Regions from separate parts of the Hordeum vulgare genome. Here region 2 is linked to region 1. A link is a contact called in public Hi-C data. All regions are on one chromosome and are shown on one strand. The core of a region is the stretch at or near the end of the contact, and the rest is flanking DNA. Distances in the headings are between cores, read along the strand shown.

Evidence for each region. A called contact is a pair of places that touch in the nucleus more often than the background predicts.
Region 2: a Hi-C map of leaf shows a contact between it and region 1, with 4 times the contacts expected there. The contact joins the promoter of LOC123435209 here to the enhancer-like site in region 1. A contact is called at or near these places in 2 of 6 Hi-C or Micro-C datasets (leaf and seedling) and 1 of 1 datasets of contacts at active chromatin or transcription factors (embryo).

What each region holds. Positions count from the first base shown.
Region 1 is chr1H:343,716,191-343,718,909 of MorexV3_pseudomolecules_assembly, forward strand. No RefSeq gene overlaps it. Among protein-coding and RNA genes, the nearest start is that of LOC123435209, 62 kb to the right of the region's middle. Within about 2 kb of position 1,296, at least 3 of the 3 cell types and tissues checked have open chromatin away from gene starts, as enhancers often do. A contact at or near this core is called in leaf and seedling, where this site is marked.
Region 2 is chr1H:343,778,411-343,781,110 of MorexV3_pseudomolecules_assembly, forward strand. LOC123435209 (arogenate dehydratase 1-like) reads right to left here and starts at 1,295. Exons shown (of 1, transcript XM_045115558.1): 1 at 1-1,295. The coding sequence starts at 1,099.

The DNA of each region.
Region 1 (2,719 bases), core at 46-2,545:
TTTTATTTTGGCATGTTCCGTTTGTTGAACTATAATTTGATTTACTTTGTTTTTGAAGTGTTAAATTCACACAATTTGTATCGGGTGTTTGACGTGCATGATTGCATGAATTTGAGAATCGGTATTTAAGGTATGTAAATATACGATGCAATATATGTGAAACCAGCGGACGCTGTCTGCGGACATGTTGAACGCGTCCGCGGACGTATAGGGGTCGTATTTACCAAGTTCGACTGTAGATGCTTTAAGAATGACATTATTAAGTCGATCTTAATAACTTTTTTACATCCCTATTCTGTCGCTCCAGCTCCATGTGTCATGCAGCCATGCACCCGTATTATTTTTAGCTGCCACACTTTTTTTCTTTCTTTCTTATGAAGTAAAGCCGGCTTACATGCATGTGATCAAAAGTGGGATGGTTGAGAATTTCTGAAACATGGCAGACTGGCTGGAACTTTCCTTTCTGTTCCTGAAACCTGAATTATTACGGGACTTGAGCGTCTCCATTCCTGCAGGACAGTTGTACAGAGCGTGTTCAATGACTGACGCCGCATCATATATTCCTGAAAGCTATGTGACATGACCCAAATCTGATGCCAACTGAATTTGCAAAAGAATCTGAAGTATGATAATCCGCTGGTTGGATTCAGATACAGCCCCACTCGACCACCACACATGAACACATGATGCAGGTTCACTGCACTTTGCAGGAAGCTTAAGCAACGATCCAGATATTTATTAGCGGTCCCCAACCACGCCTCCCGCTTCACAGGAAGCGCAAGCAAATAATTCCAGCGTGGGGTCACGTGTCTCCGTGCACGGTCACCCAAGATACGGTACACCTTGCACATGCGGCCTGATTAAGAGCCTGTTCGGATCTCTCCCATTCGAGCCCGGTTTTACCAACTCCCTAAAATTAGGCTGGCGCTTCCTCCGCTCCGGGAGCCGCATTTGGAGCGGAGAGGATCCGAACAGCTTCTAAGTAACAAGTGAGCACTGATCAGCAAGATCTGAATAACTTGTGCAGACGCGGACAGGAAACAACAGAAATTGCAACGATCCAGTAAAAATCGTGTAGTTTGCTAAGGTGTCGCTCCTCTCATAATAACTCTGAAGCTCCAGGCCATGTGAAGATGCGTGGAACACGTACGACAAGACCACGGGGTTGGTACCACATGGTATATGTAGTGAGGAATCTGAAAACAAAAACCAAAAAAGACAGAGAGTTAGTTGATCTGACCTGTTAGAGCATTTACAACCGGACTCATACGTCTACGAACACGCTCTATCAATGACCGAACAGTAGAGAAAAAGAAAAGAAAAAGACTCAACCGAACCCTTTATAAGGTCTTTATACGTCTGGATTGTCTGCGAACACTCAAATTCATCTTAAATATGAGGAGGAAATGAGGACTTGTGAATGTGTCCGGTCAGTCCATCATATAAGACACGACCCCATCTCGGACCATTTTTTTTGTTTATTTATTTTTTTCATTGTCTCTCTTCCTTTGCATCAATCACGTGCAAGCGACAGAACATATAAAAAACAAAATAAAAAAGGGACCGACTACATAGCAGCGCTGCATGCTGGTCTTGCCGTGCGGCGGCTCATCAAACCAACTTCTTTCACATGCATCTAGATAGACAAGAACCACTAGCTAGTACTCCCTCCGTTCCTAAATATAAGACCTTCTAGAGATTACACTATAGACTACATACGGAGCAAAATAAGTGAATCTATACTTTAAAATATGTCTATATACATCCGTATATAGTCCATAGTGTAATCTCTAAAAGGTCTTATATTTAGGAACGGAGGGAGTATAAGATATGACTTAATTTTCACTCTATGCACCATGCATGCATGCGATGATAACGTCGTGAAGATTCTCTCTAATGTTTGAAATTGAAAAAGTTTTATCTTTAAAATCATTAATTCAATCGATGATCTGTTTTCACCGTTGGCTTTATCGCGACAAGATCTTTGAAACTAGATCACATGTTAACATGTTCCGACAAACTTTTTTTTTCCTTCTGTAATTGCCACATTGTTCCACTCACTTGTTATATTATTAACCATTTACTTTCCCAATAAAAATAACTTAATTACCATATTTTTTATGTCGTTTTGTACAAAGATTGTCGGTGCTTATAAATGCAGTTCGTAAAATGTTTTGATGTACTTGTCATTTTAATTCTATCAAGTTGTCATGTGGTCTCACAAATTTTGTAGGTGTTTATAAAATCATAGTTGTCACATATATTTTTTGTGCTTGTTATTTTAATCCTACCTCGTTATCATATTGTCTCATACAACTTGTCAATCATTGTAAAAAAAATAGTTATCACGGTGTTTGTTGTATTTATCTATTGAATTCTACCCTCAATTGTTATGTTTTGTGTCGTAATAAAAGGACATTCAATTGTTCTGAAACTTAGTTGTGGTAGTGTTTTATTGTGTCGGTCAGTTTAATTCTACTCAAATCTCGTATAAGCTTGTGAGTTGTTATAAACATTATAGTTGTCGTATTATTTTGCAACGCTTGCCACCTAAAATTATAACTAGTGGCCAGTTATTTCATAACATTCTGCGCCCCCACCACCTCATTACCACGAGTATTTCATGTAGTGAAGAAAAATAGATCAAGCATGCATGATATATGTTGCGTCATATAAAAAGGTAGACCATGCATACATGCATGCTACTCCCTCCGTTCTT
Region 2 (2,700 bases), core at 45-2,544, 62 kb after region 1:
CGGCGGCGCCCTCGCAGTCCACGTAGAGGACGTGCGGGAACGCGCGCAACGTTGGCGCGCCGCGGGCGCCCGTGTCCAGGATCATCACCGGCGGCCGCGGCTCGCCGACGCCCCCTTCGTTGTTGATGACCTCCAGCTTGGACATGTTGATGTTGCGGGAGGAGAAAGCGGAGAGCACCTTGAGCACCACCGCCATGGACCCGCCCCGGTGCGCGACCACCATGCTGGTCTTGGCGTCCGCGTCCACGGGGACCGGGACCGGCGACGGCGGCTTAGAGAGCAGCAGGAAGCGTGTGACGTTCCAGGACTCATCCTGCAGGCCGTGCGCGAGGACGTCGAGGCCGTAGAGGTCGGCTGCGCGCGGGCTGGCGATGGCGGCCGTGTCGAGCATCATGTTGGACCGCAGCATCTCGACGGCGCCGGCCGTGTCCTCGACCGGCTCGCGGTCGACGCCGAGGCGCGCGAGGGCGCGGCCGCAGTGCGCGAGCGCCATGGGGTGGCTGATGACCCGGCGCACCTCGGTGGCGCGCACCCCGGGCATGGCGAGGAGGCAGTAGTGCACGAAGAGGTTGATCTCCTGCGCCACCACCAGGTCGTGCCGCAGCAGGAGGTCGTAGTTCCGCAGCGCGGTGCCCTCCATGGTGGACTCCACGGGGAGGATCGCCCGGTGGACCAGGCCGCGGTCCACGGCCGCCAGCGCGTCCGCGAAGGCCCGGCACGGCACGGTCTCGCACCCGGGCAGCGCCGTCTTGGCCGCGAACTCGCTGTACGCGCCCGGCGCGCCCTGGTACGCCACGCGGAGGCCCGTCCCGTCCTGGCCCCCTCCGCCCGTGGTCACCGACAGGTGGATCCGGTCATGGCCGTTCACGTGCGTCTTCCCGTTTATGACGCCGGGCCCCTTCTTGCCGTCGGCGCCGGCGCCGTTGATCTGTACCTTGCCGTTGGGCGCTTTCTTGGAGTGCCCGTTTACGTGCGGGGCGCCGTTGACGGCCCTGGCCGCCCGGACGAAGGACGGCGACCTGGAGGAGGAAGGTCTGGCGCGGTGGGGCTTGGGGAGGAGGAGGTGCTTGGAGAGGTGGAGGGAGGAGGTGTAGGCCATAGATTTCCGGGCGGTGAGGTCGACGGTGGTTGGAGTCGGAGCTGAGCTAACAAGCGTCGAGAGGGGAAGCTTCTTGACTTTTTATACACGCTGAAATGCTACTACTGCTCCTACTCCAGACTCCAGAGTGGCTTGGTCGGCTTTGCTGCTTATATAATTCTACTATCTACCGCAACCGCAAGTTCTTGCCGCCTTTTCTCCGAAGGTTACTATTCATTCTTCGTGTAGAAATTTCCCACCGGGTTCATAGTACATGCTTATCATCAACTCAAATTATCATCAATTGTTACCATCAGTGTCACAGTCGTTGCTGAAGTGAGTGCGGTCAAAGGAATCGTAATCCGTAGGGCCGGGCGCGAGCGACACGATGCCACGGCGCGCATCTGGACCCGTGGTTTCTTCTTTCTTGTGTGACCCGGAGTCGCGGCACCAGCTCCGGCATCGGATCTCCTGGCCGCGTGGGTGGACGGGCGGGCAGGGCAGCGGCCGGTTGCTCTTTTCTCTACGCTTTCCGGGCTGGCCGATTGGTGCGGCGGCGTCGCTGTCGCGGGTGAATGCATCGATGGGGTAGCCGTTGTCCTCTGGCTGTAGTGGCTGTTAATGGTAAGATATGGGTCCAGGAGGGGTGTAGAAGGTGATAAGCTCGAAAAGTCGTTCATGTGGCTCAATGTGATAGTGCGATTCCATCCGGACGTTTGTTTGAATTGCATTCTGTGCGATCGGGACGACAATGAAGCTGTCCATATCTGGAACGGTCCGTAGTCGGGTCCGTGTGTCTAACCCATGGTTGAACCCCAAATCGTTCGGCATTTAATTTTTTTGTAATAAACAAAAAAATATCAGAAAAATGTAAATAAAATGCAAACACTAATAAAAGCATTGTTTCGTGGCCGCTGGTTGTTGTGTTCGCCGGTAAAGTAGGACGTGCGCGTGCAGATCGTGCTCATCGCTAAACCAAGTGTCCCACAAAGGGGAATCCACGGCGTACCTCGGGTCGTAGTAGAGGTCGTCGGGGAGGCGACGTCGACGGCGTTGGATCTCGTTGCGATGGGCACGACCACTCGTTAGCACCGGTGGAATCGGCACCCGATGGGCGAATAGTTGCCAGTTGTTCGGCAAGTGGACGTCGCTCCACGGGAGCGGCGTCTTGTCTCCCAGTAGCGACGGCACACATCCGCTTGGACGTACTGCCGGGAGCGCGCCGAGGCGTCCGGAGGGGCAATGGAGAAGGCTGTTGGAGCAGACCGTCACAGAGGAGAAGAACGGTGCAGCTCGCTTGCGCCGCGACGGCGGCCGAACGAGGACCCAACCTCTTGGTCGTGCTCCCCCTTCCCCTTGCCGTCGGTGCTCCATCACCCCATTGTTGTCGGCGGTCAGAGAGTTAGGGCTTGGTGTCGGTCCCGAGGAGGCAGTGGAGTGGACGCGTCTGCGTGTGCCGGTCCACGGTTTCCCCCATTTAAGAAGAACGACAACCGCCCGCCAGAATGGATGACAGGCAGGGCCTACCGGACGTGCGCAGTAAATACGGACGGTGGGAGGTAGGTGTCCTCCTGCCACGCGTCCCTGATGTGGACGAGAGAAGGGCTCGAGCGCGTCTGCTC